Linked DNA regions of Macaca mulatta: region 2 is linked to region 1. The links are chromatin contacts, called in public Hi-C maps. All regions are on one chromosome and are shown on one strand. Each heading gives the region's core, a stretch centred on a gene start, on an enhancer-like site or on the middle of the called end of the contact. The rest is flanking DNA. Distances are from core to core; before and after follow the strand shown.

The links. Hi-C and Micro-C count contacts between places; a contact is called where the count stands out from the background.
Region 2: a contact with region 1 is called in a Hi-C map of fetal cortex germinal zone, with 4 times the contacts expected there. The contact joins two enhancer-like sites. A contact is called at or near these places in 2 of 14 Hi-C or Micro-C datasets (fetal cortex germinal zone and fetal cortical plate).

The regions. Positions count from the first base shown.
Region 1 is chr10:62,949,478-62,955,481 of T2T-MMU8v2.0, reverse strand. It overlaps LOC144332029 (a long non-coding RNA gene), which reads right to left. Exons shown (of 3, transcript XR_013399732.1): 2 at 1-4,670. Among named protein-coding and RNA genes, the nearest start is that of KIZ, 26 kb to the right of the region's middle. Within about 2 kb of position 2,326, at least 11 of the 40 cell types and tissues checked have an H3K27ac peak or open chromatin away from gene starts, as enhancers often do. A contact at or near this core is called in fetal cortex germinal zone, where this site is marked.
Region 2 is chr10:63,077,810-63,083,813 of T2T-MMU8v2.0, reverse strand. No RefSeq gene overlaps it. Among named protein-coding and RNA genes, the nearest start is that of KIZ, 150 kb to the right of the region's middle. Within about 2 kb of position 2,188, at least 2 of the 40 cell types and tissues checked have an H3K27ac peak or open chromatin away from gene starts, as enhancers often do. A contact at or near this core is called in fetal cortex germinal zone, where this site is marked.

The sequences.
Region 1 (6,004 bases), core at 1,077-3,576:
TTGCAGAGGGTGCAGAAAAATTCCAGGGTAAACACAGGCTTGGAGTAAACAGAGTTGCAATGTGCAGGTTGCACGAATTAGAGCATCCTGAGTCTCATTCAAGATCAAATCGTTCCTTTCTAGACTTTTTAGCAGGAACAGGCTCTGCTCTGGGTAACAGAAAGATTTAAGAACATAATCGCAGCCATGAAATCTTTAGTGTAAAGACAAGAAGAGCAAGGGGTAAGTGTTTAAATTCAGGCCTGTTTTAACAACACAATGGCCTCATCCTACAAGTGCCTCCTTTCCAGTTTGGGCCAACTCAATGCTTTGGCTGAATCTGTGTGCCCTCTCCACGGTTTTGGATGAATCTGTGCTTTCTGGGAAGTTGCTATCAGGATGAGGGTGCACTGGCTGAGGGTAAAGATAGGAAGGAAGGAAGGACAGTGGTCAGGAGGAGGATAGCCCCAAGCCAGGCAGGACAATATCCAGCCAAAATAATTTACCCTGCTTTCTGCTAAACGCAATTTATTTTCTTGTATTTACATTTGAAATAAACAATACCTGCATGTGGGGAGAAAAGTGAAAGATTCAAGAAATAACACAGCAGAAAGTTGGTCTCCTTGTAGCCCACCTACTTTGGTTCCTTCCCAGTGGCAACTGTGAGCCTTCCTTGCAGATATTTCCATGCACAAATTGTCACTCAATTTAAATATATGACCTTGAAAAACACAGCTCCCCATCCCTATCCAGCCCCTGCCAGCACCCAGGTCTTCTCTTCCCCTTCAGGTCATTCTTCACCCAGCCCACTCCCCAACGTATTTCTTCATCTTGGGGTACCTGACAGACGACCTGCTGACACCCTGATGACTCAGGCGCGCTTCTTTTTATATATATATATGGGTTAGAGTTATTACTTAATGATAATTACTTATTTTACACATTGTCGTCTGCTGATGTTTAAAAGATAAGAAGACATTTGTCAGGGCGGGCGCCTGAGGCTCTCAGAGGACTCCGGGAGACCCTGCCAAAACGTTTCCAAACTGAATAGTCATTGGGCTGCCAGATAATTCAGAAACTATTTGTATGAGCTGTTTATCAAATTATTAACCGCACAGATGTTGTTTGGCTGAAGAGCAGCTGAATCCCCTCTCTGGCAGCCGCGGAGACAAAGGTCTCCAGGAATAATTGGAGATGTGCATGGAATATTAAATTAATTTACTGCTCTTAATTCTTATGCAAATTCTGACCTCCGATGGCGCCTATCAATTACCCCGCGCGCAGTGAAAGCGAAAGCGACAGTTTCTTTTCTTCTCTTTGCTTTTTTTTTTTTTTTTTTTTAAGAACTCGAAGAAGGAAATATTTGCGATAAGCAGGCGGTAGTAGCACTTCGTAACTGGAATTATTTAATTGAATCTTCAAGTTTTTAGGGATGTCCGTAGAGGATAAAACCCCAGTGCTCAGGGGAGAGGGTGGGAGAGTATAGGGGGCGGAGGAATTTGTTGGTTTGACTGCACACCTGTGGTCGGCGAGAAAATACCAGCCACGAGCAGGGACCAGTGATGTCAAATAAAACATTGGCTTGTAGGCGGACGCGGGCCTTGGGAATCGCGCTACCTCAGCGTTAGCCCCGGGTTTCACCGAAGCCTGCGATTAGAAGGGAGTCGCGTTTCCGCAAACTGCATCGCTAGGGGCCTGGCGTGGAAGGGCCTCTGCGCGACTTTCCTCCATCGCTGCCTACAAGGGAGGCTCTGGCTTCCGTTTACTTATTTTTTGGGGGATTTTAACCTTAGAAAGTTCCTGCTTTTACAACCGCTAAACCCCAAAACATTTTTTTTCTTTTTGTTCTTTGTGAAACCAAACCACTATGCTGTGCGTTCATGTTCAACTCTATTGAAATCCCGGGCGGGCCGAAATAAGATTTAATTGCCTCCTGCGTGAGGAAGTGACACCCACTTTTCCCCCTGAATTGAGCAAACACCAGGGCTTTGTCTGAGCTTGTGGCTTAAACGCCGTGCGGTTTCTGCACCCAGTTGGGGGGGGCGGGTTGTAAGACCGGAGGTCTCCAAGTCTTTCATCATGTTTCTAATAAGGAAAACCAAATCGGGCCCATAATGTCATCAGCCCCGGCCCGACCTCGCCGGGACCTCTGCAGCCCGATGATGTCGCCAGCGGCCCCGACGCAGCCACTACGCGCCGCCTTTCAGCTCCTTGCCGTCCCCACAAAAGCCAGACAACAATATCAATTAATCATGCAGCGGGCAAACAAGGAGATTTACCCCGCGACAAACAGCCCCACCGAGAGCCGCTGAATGGGCGTGATTAGCATGTGAAAAGGCGAGCAAAACTCCGCGGTTCAACAGCTAAAGAGCAATTTGATGGGGCTGGGATGGGGAAATTACTTGATTAGCTTCCGTCGGAGGAGAACACGGTTACAGCCCCTCGGCCGGGAATCCGACTGGGGAACAAAACGCGCTGGTAAACACGGCGACGTGCGGGGAGCGCGGGCGAGGGAGGGAGCGCCGGGACCGGCATCGAGAAGTGATCGGGGTGGGGGCAGAAATAGCTGACATAAGGGCTGACCCGCTAGCCCCAGCCAAACCCCGACCACCCTCACCTAGGGTTCCTGGGCCGGGATCGGGCGGAACGAAGACTTCACCCAGAGCTGGAGGTCGACCTTAATTTAAAGCGCTGCCCCGGCTCTGGCCCAGAAAGACAGTGAGAGGCGCGTGCTGGGGGAAAGGCCCACCCACGCTGTCCCTGGAATCCCCTCCAGTGTCCCCAGGGACGCAGTCTGCCGCCGCCAGCTCCAGGGACTCGGGCCTCAGGTTGGAGCAGCCTTGCGAGCGGCTCGGCAGTTCCACCGCGTAGCTCAGCGCTTCCGTTTGCGCAGGCAGCTAACTGTGGAGCCGGGCAAGACGTGTTTTCCAGCTCCTTCGAATTTAACCGCCCAGTTCCTGCCTCCTGGAAAAGCTGCCTCGATTGGGCTTGGGCTTGGCCTTGGGCAAGAAAGGGTTCCTCGGTTGCGCCACCGTGGGGACGTAGGTGGGAGATGGAACACAGCCCCCTAGCTGCGTGCAGGGGCCAGAGGCTCGCGGGGGCACGCGGGGGTGGGTCGGGGCGGAGTGCGCTCGGGGTGAGGGCGCGACCGCCTGGGGGCAGGGGCGGTGATGGAGCAGCTCCGGGCTCTGCCTAGGCTCGACTGAACAGCCCCAGGCCGGCCTTGGATCTTTGGAGGCGGATACGCAAGGCCAGATCTGGCGGCGTGGCCGGCTGGGCATCGCGGTATCTTCCCCAGCCCTGGAGGGCCGTGCTGAAGGCCCACGGCCAAGGTTTTGCTTTAGGTATACTTGGGCCTCGCAATTGAGCTGTTTGCGAACAGAAACCCGAATCGCCAAGGAGCAGCGCGGCTCAGCGTCCCCACTTCAAGGCCAAGTGGAGAGTGAAGACACGCTGAGTCCCCTGCTACCTATCATGCCATCTTAAGCGGGCAGCGACACCTTACCCGGAAAAGACCCTGGAGCCAAAGCCTGCGCCTACACCAGAGAGGGGAATTTAAGTTTCCCACTCTCGACGTGTCTGGAACCTTCCCTGTAGCCGCGTACCCAGAACCCCCTGCTCCCTGGCTCCTCCCAGTGTCAAGGAAGGGGAAAGACTCCCACCCTGTCCCCAAAGTCTCAGACTAAGTCGCTCCAGGTCACGGGACCCACTAAGAGGGCCTTTCCAGCTCATGTTCCGAAGAGGGGGGCAGCGGCGACCCTTCGGGATCTGGAGAGAAAGAATTTAACGCGGCCTTCCTGAAGTACATTCACACAAATATAAGAAAGACTTCAACGCACAGAATCGCCAAAGCCCTTGCCGTCTTAAATAAATCCTGCCCCTTGGCACAGAAGAACGGAGAACCAAGGAGCCAACTCCTATTTTATAAGAGAAAAAGCGGGGGGAGGGAGGAAGGGAGTGGGTAGCCCCCACTGAGCGTAACAATTGTCACTCAGTTGAACAGTGTCAATTAACAAACCGCAGCTCTGGCTGACTTCAAAAGGCTTAATTCTTTTTGAAATGTCTGTGGTGATGAGTGTGCAGCGAACCCCAGCTCGCCGGTTGCCGCTCACCCCGCTCGCCTCTCCCTCTGGACTCGGTGCTGAAGCCCCAGTGCGCCTCCCTCCTCTTCTGTCCGCAGCTGTACCCGGAAGCCCTGACTCTCGGCTTGGCGCCTGTGCTGAGAGCGGAGAAGGACGTCGCGGCCGGCAGGCCTGGAGGGCGCATTGGTGTGCAGAATGTAGCGGCTGATCTGGCCCTGGGAACCCCAGACCCGCGAAGCTGGAGGGCGCACTCCCCCGCCGCCGAGCCCCAAACCCGCTGCGCTGTCCAAACGTTCCAACGCTGCAAGCAATGTGGCCGGACACACCGAAATGCGTGTCTCGCACACCCGCCCATCTTTCTCTGCTCAACACGAAAGCGCCTTGTGGCTCGAAGCGCTTCCTTGGGGTGGCTGGGGCTGTGCATTTGAATTCCAAAGTCAAGAGGTTGAATCACCTCAAAGTTGGCGGGTGGAGGGGGCGGTGGCAGGGAACTAGGTGGCTGGATGCCTTTGCTTGCGGGGTGGCAGGGCTGTTCCTACGAATAGCCACGGCTCGGGGCTGGCTTTGTAGATATTTTTCCAAGTTCTGCCCGGTGCCCATCATATTGCCCTGAAAAGCAAAAGAGGCTGCTGCAATTTATTCCAATGGGCGGTTTTTAAGAAGCTGGCAATTTGAACCGGCTGGGTGTTATTTAGTGCAATATGAAATCAAATGATCCTATTTCTCAAATAACAGTGTCTGTGAGGAGAAGTGAATCCTCTGAAAGGGTAATTGTCTGCTGATGCTCCTTCCCATTATACCCGATCTTGGCCTAAATGGTGTTCGGCAGCGGGGCGGAGAGCGAGGGGTGAAATCAATGTGCGCCAACTCGCGCTCAGGAGACAGGAAAAGGTAGCACCGCTGGCGTCCTGGCACGTCGAGTGAACAATGCCACCCCACGCGGCACTAATCGACTCATCTTGCAGGTGTCCGAAATCATTATTAGACGTGAGTGATCTTTCGGACGGGAGTATAAGACTAACTCTTACTCCTTTCGCAACTTTGGGAATTGTTAGTCTCCTGGCATCAGTCACGCAGCAGACTGATGATAATCTGGGGAATAAAATCCAGTTTGGCGTCCCTTATCCCACACCCTCCCCGACTCCATGTCATTACTGAGACGCTCAGTCCTTTCTTCCAAGGACTCACTTCTGTCTAGGACCTTCCCAGTCCAGCTTCTGGAAAACAAATGTAATTCCTGGGAAATATAATGCGTCCACCAGGCGCACATTATTAATGCTATAATGTGTGCCACCTTTGGGAGAAACAGGTTGGTCCTTGGCTTTTAAATTGTTCTCCGTGGGCCCAGCCACTATTTTTGGTGGAACCAGATATAAGGGGGTCAGTTTGTGTCTGAGAAAAGCACAGATGAGGAGCAAATTTAAGGAATGATTTTCATAACAAGGACAAAAGCTGTATGCCGGAACCAGCGCGTTGGCCTTTGGTCACGTCAGTACCCCGAGGTAGAGCGTCAGTGGTAATATCAGAGGCTGCTTCTCCTTAAAATGACTCCCGGCTGCAGAGGCAGCCGCAAGCAAAACCTTGTCCATAAAACCCTCTTTAGTTACCACTAACGCACCTTGAGGGGAGTAGCCTCCTCTTTAGGGCCTGAGGGCCAGGACAGAGAGGTGCGGGCCCCTGGAGAAAGATGCAACCAGGTCTGCAGCCGCTGGGGGTCCAGGACGCCAGGCAGCTTCCGAGCACTTCTCCTCTGCCCCTCATGCTCCAACCCCTGACTTTACCTCTGTTTTTTTCCTAAGGAGGGTTTTGTGTGTTCCAAATATCCAGGAATTGCAGTCACAACCTACATCCTCTGCTAATTTGGGGTATTTCAGGCTGAGCCTCCTAGAACCAATTTGTGGCTTGTTTCTGCTCTAGCTAGGCAGGTTTTGTTTACATATTCT
Region 2 (6,004 bases), core at 939-3,438, 130 kb before region 1:
AATGTTAGATATGTGCTTTCAAGAATACGGCCATGTCTGCATTGTTGGCTTACACGCAGACACACGCCGGGTTTTTCATTTGGCAGGGTGGGCTGTGCTGATGAAAATGTGGGTTACTAATACTGATGTGTATGTCTCTAATTAACATTAGAATTGAGTGGTAAACAGAACCAGGAGAGAATTCAAGAGAGAAATGGGCTAAAAGAGAAGCCGATGTGTAGAGAGGAGGGGGAAGAGACGATTGGAGAGAAGAAATCGGTTAGCCCTTGTTCAGATGGGTTTAATTTTGTCACTTGAGTCAAAACTGGAAACCTGCTTTCTAGTACAATTGCTTCTGTGTTTAGTGGGTGCTGTCCTTGCAGGCTCCTTTCATTGCAGGAGAATTTTATAAACAGTACACCATCATCAAACCATCTTGGGGGTCAACTTTCCACTTGTGCCTTTAGCTCTTATGCGAGTACTTTTATAGTGTCTTCTAATATACAGGATTTATCTTCGGTTCTGAGAAGAGCTTTTAAACTTAATCCCTCGCTGGAGTACTAATTTGTTTCTTCATCCTTAAACCAGTACTTTCGGTTAACTTTCATCAGAAGCGGTAGATTTCTTTAGTATGGCCACTCAAGAAACGTACGTTTGCGTTAATGTTTTGTTTTGTTTTGTGGCTGTTTTTGTTTGTGACTGCTGGGAGAACAACAGGGTGGGAAAGATTTTGATGATGGTTGCTGATATTATTCATGTATTTTTGTTTCTTAAAGTCCAAAGTACATAACTGGAAATATTTGTGGATGGTTGCCTTAAAAATATTTCTAATCATATTCCCTAAAGAAAATAAAAACTACTACCTATTTTTTAAAAAAGGAATGCGAGAACTTATTTTTACTTTTTTATTCTGGCTTTTCCCATGATATTAGAGTGGAATAATATGCTATGATGTTTATGTATGAAAAACAGAATACACTTGCATATGTTATGAGGAAGAAAACTGCTTCTAGGAAAACGAACTTATTTTTTCTTTTTTTATATTTTAGGAAATGATTTATCAAAGTAACAAAATGACTCATTGGGGAAGCCGTGTTATCTATAAAAACAATCAGCATTTGACTTCCTTTCATTTTTATAAGGCTAATGTAACAAGGATGTTGCAGAGGCAAAAATGCACTCGAATCCTTTTAACCATATGAACACTTATGAATTTTATTGCAGCTCCTGTGTAACTACTTTATTTAACCAACTAAATAAAGCATGTACTTTTTAGAAATATTTAATGCTCAGCAACAAAAACTGTATCCAAAGAAAATGTGTATTTCCTACGTAATATCCGCCTTGCCTCGTAAATTCGTTAGAAAAAAATATACAAACATATCCAGAGAAATGCTTTGGGTTTTTTCTAAAGTCATACATGTTTGTGTAGAGAGGAATGGAACCATCTTCACACACAAATAGAAAGCGGAGATCTTCAGTGTTGGAGTTCAGAAAATGAAGAGAACTTATAAAAATGTACAGCTGGGAACGCCATTCCAGTGGATCTTCCCCACCACGAAGTTATTACTGTGTGAACAACGTTCATTAGCTTTACCAATATTGTACTTCTGTTTATCTGCCATTACCATCTTAACAAAGTAAATCATTCCTGTTCTTCCCAGGTCGCGTCTCCTCCCCCACCCTCTGAAAAACCAACATTTGTTACCCATAAACAGGGGGGACGCTCAGTGGTAAGTATAATAGCTTAAATTGAATTTTCCTTCGAATGATTTAGTGAATACTAGAACACATTTTTACTTTGTTGTTTAGACTCAAGAAGGCATAAAATCTCCGCAATCTATTTATCATGTAGTTATTTTAATGTAAACATGTGTCCGTTTAGATGAAGTGCTTTCATTATTAAGCTAATTCCAACGTGTCTCAGATAGACCATGAGAAGGGAGCCCAGCCCTGGCTGATGGGGAACCGAAACCTGCCTCCGCTCAGCCTGCTGTCAGATACGTCTTCATTAGTTTTTTGTCATTCACCGGTGGCAAATGCTGTATAAATGGAATGACGATCAGGCCCGCCTTGATAGCTTGTCTTATCTCATTAGTTTTCACATCAAAGTTAATCAGCAATGTGAATTGTAATTGCTAGAGGAGACAATGCATACATCGCTGGTTGCTTTCTCCCCCTCCCCTGTATGGCATCTTGAAACATCAGCAGGCTGGCTGGAGCAGATAGGCTCGGAAGGAAAATGATGTGGAAGGCATAATAAGCGAGCTGCTCAGAATTAATGAGCTAACCCAATAAGAAAAGAATGGCCAATCAATGTGAGTTGGGCAAATATAATTTAGAAATAATTGCTTGATTGGTTGCCTATAGTAGACTGATTTGACCACACACAAGGATTAAGAATTAAGATGTCAAGGCAAAAAATAATTTGGCAACTGAGGGCATGTAATTTTTTGTGTCCTTCCCTTTATGATTGAAAGAGATGGGTGTTTGATATGCGATTCGCCAGAATGAAAACATTAGACACCCTCTCGTTCTCTTTCTGTTCCTCTTACAATGCAGGCCCATTCAGAATACAATTGTGATACTCCTGGACAGGACGTGAAAAAGGTATGGATTGAGAGAGAGAGAGAGAGCGTGTATGTGTATGTGTGTGCGTTCCCATTTATCGCAGTTATGCCCAAAGGATGAATGGGTTGGTACACAAGGTGTTCGCATCTGCCCTGAGCTGCAACATCATTGGGAGGCATGGCAAAGTGAGAGATGTGGATATTTGCAAAATATGTCAATTGTATGTCCTCGGCCAAAGAGTTCTGCTCACATTCTACATGTTCCTAATGCAATTTTCCCCACAGCTATTCACCAATTAGTAGAGGGCCCTTGCTGTATTCTTCTGTCTAAACTATTGGGAAGGTTCAGCCAGAAGGTAAATTTGCTTTGATCTACATTACACCTAATTGAGTCACCAGCAATGTCTATCCCAACATCAAGAAATGTGAAAATGTTAGATTATTTCACTGGGGATTAAACCTAATTTTCGCGTGTTCTGCATTAACCTATTAGGCTGGCTAATCTGCATTGCTAATGTGGCTGAGGCAGCTGTCACAGCTAAAGAAAAACATGATCATGCAATCCTTGAATGAATGATTCCCGGCCTGATTAGTCTTAGTGAAGTTAGCTGAGCCCTGGTGATAAGGAAGGAAAATTCCCAGGTTGCCAATAGCTTTGAAAATTATCAGACTGTAGGCAAAAATATACCTCATGATTCACAGGCTTCGGTCCAAATACCGTGTTGAGTGACATTATTTAAGACTGACTAAGACTAACTCGAATTGTCACTCGCATAAATGTTTGTGTTTATTTTAAGGGACTAATGTAATGGATGCAGATTTAAATGTTAATAGACGCCAGCCAGACACATAAAACCACAGGCCTTGTTACCCTGTTGGTCTTTTATTAACATAGATTAAATTGTAATTTTTCTAGATAAATTGGCAAAATCAGAAAGATGCGTTGCACCCCAGAATGCTGATGAGGATGACTTTTGCAGGACTTCTGGTTTTTCGGGAGATGTGTGGATCACAGTAGCGGAAGTTTACACTTTCACTCCTCTCCTTCCTTATCAGTTTAGAAAAAAAAGAAGAAGAAGAAAAATAGGGGAAAAATGTGTTTCTAAGGAGGAAAATAGATTTCTGCAGCCCATTGACCGGAACCACTTTCTCTGTCTGTCCACTTAATTGAGAGGACTCGGCATGCATTTCTCCTCATCCCTGTACTTTGTTCACTCGGAGAAGGCTTTGCTGCAGTTTCAAGGCTTTGCGTGCTCCTCTCCTCTTGCTGTTGATTTCAACAGCAAGAGCGCCACCATGATGGGTACCCTTCAGATGTGGAAAGTGTTCAAGGGAGTTTGGTGGCTGCAAATAGAGCTGGGAGTCCATTTAATCCGATTAGCAGTTCCACAAAATGGGCCTGCTCAACCCATTGTGGACAGAAGCCTTTACTTTATTTGTTTCTATTAGCCAAGAATCAGTTATCAGAAAAGTGGAATTTTGCCCCATCAGATTGCCCAGACAATCAACAGAAAATAAATGAGGAAATAGTCTAATGTGTCAATATTTGTCTTTTGGCCCTAATTGTCCACAGAGGGAACTTGCTGAGTGTGCGAAGTTGGCAGCCTCGGTTTATCTGTGTACTCTTGATGGTTTTTCCCACTGTGTAGGCACCAGAGCAGCTACGTGTGCAGTAATGACATCTCAAAGGCCAACAGCACTGGCTGGAGAATAAAGGCGTTTTAAAGGTCTAAGAACACTGGATTGGAGAGCCAAGGAGAACCCTTGATGGATGAGGAGGAAGGCAGAGCCCAGCAAGTAGCAAGTCATTTGTGACCAGGTTTCCAATGCCGGAGTGAGGTAGAACAAAAGCACTGAAGGGACAGGAGCTTCCGTTCCTGCCCCAGTGCCAGCCTGTCTTTCCCGTTTCCCAGGAAGCTCAGCTGACTACAAGCCTATGGGGGTACAGCCCTCCTCTTATTTCTGTTGCCTCTTGTTAGTTGAGAAAAGTTAGGGTTTCAAATTGTTTTAGTCCCTCAAATTGCCTTTAAGGATAATGGTAATAAAATGATGCAAGCTACAATATTTGAGTATTCACTATGTACCAGATACTATTCTAGGCACCGAATATTTTCCCCCCAAGTCCCATGAGATGCTGCTATCATTAGGCCCATTTTACAGATGAGTCACTGAGACCCTGAGAATAGTTTGCCTAAATTCACTCAGTCAGTGGCCATAGAGCCACGCCTTGAACCTAGGCAGTCTCACAGGCTCTTCATTACCACTGGACCCCAAAGTCCAGGGTCAGGCCTAGAGAGCCAGTGTCTCCTTAAATTTTACACCTTAAGTACCCACCAGAGTCCCCTTCCTGGACACCTTCCTTCCTTTCTACTGACCTCTCCTTTGCCCCCTTGAAAAGCTCAAGACAGACACGGCCAGGTGTGGTGGCTCACGCCTGTAATCCCTGCACTTTGGGAGGCCCGGGCAGGTGGATTGCCTGAGGTCAGGAGATGGAGACCAGCTTGGCCAACATGGTGAAACCCCGACTCTACTAAAAATAAAATTAGCCGGGCATGGTGGCAGGCGCCTGTAATCCCCGCTAGTAGGGAGGCTGAGACAGGAGAATTGCTTGAACCTGGGAGGTGGAGGTTGCAGTGAGCTGAGACTGCACCATTGCACTCCAGCCTGGGCAACAAGAGTGAAACTCCGTCTCAAAAAAAAAAGAAAAAGAAAAGAACAGCTCAAGACACAACAATGGCAGAAATTGTGCACAAGCCCATATCACACAGTCCCATTGACTAAGTGTTTTCAATAACACAATCCCACTCAGTTTTCACAGAATCTTTTCACTGAAGGTGGGACAGAAATTTTGATTATCCAGGCCTCCTTTAGGCCTCTCAGACCATAGTGACACTTGAGCCCCGAGTCAGCAGAGATCGCTGCCAAAGAGTCACGCTTCAGCAACTTATCTGGACCGTGGACAATGGCGTGAACTGACCCTTTTCCCCTTGCTCAGTTGAAAGGTGCCCTCCCCTCTGGTTCGCTGAGATGAGCCGTGGCTCCTGATTCATTCCGAGAAGACAGCAATTGGATCTAATCATGGAGCACAACGCACGCTGGATGGGCCATCAGCGCAGAGCCATAATCTCTGCCTGGAGTGAGTTCTTCCATAACTCCAGCCCATTGCACAAAATTGACGGGCTCTTTTCTTTGTGGCTGGATCTGATAGCATTCCGGGAAGTCTTTGTACCGCTTTATATCACAGGATCACTATACCTGTGTGGGAATGTTAACAAAACTATGGTTATGAAATACTGATATTATCTTTTAGTAAATTAAATCTGCCTTTCCTACGAATAGTGGAGTTTAAGAAAGCTGAGACAAATTCTTTTTTCAAAAAACATTTCTTTGAATTCTGTATTACTCACACGTAGGTTATTTTCTCTTTCTGGCAATTCTACTGGGCCCATTCCTCT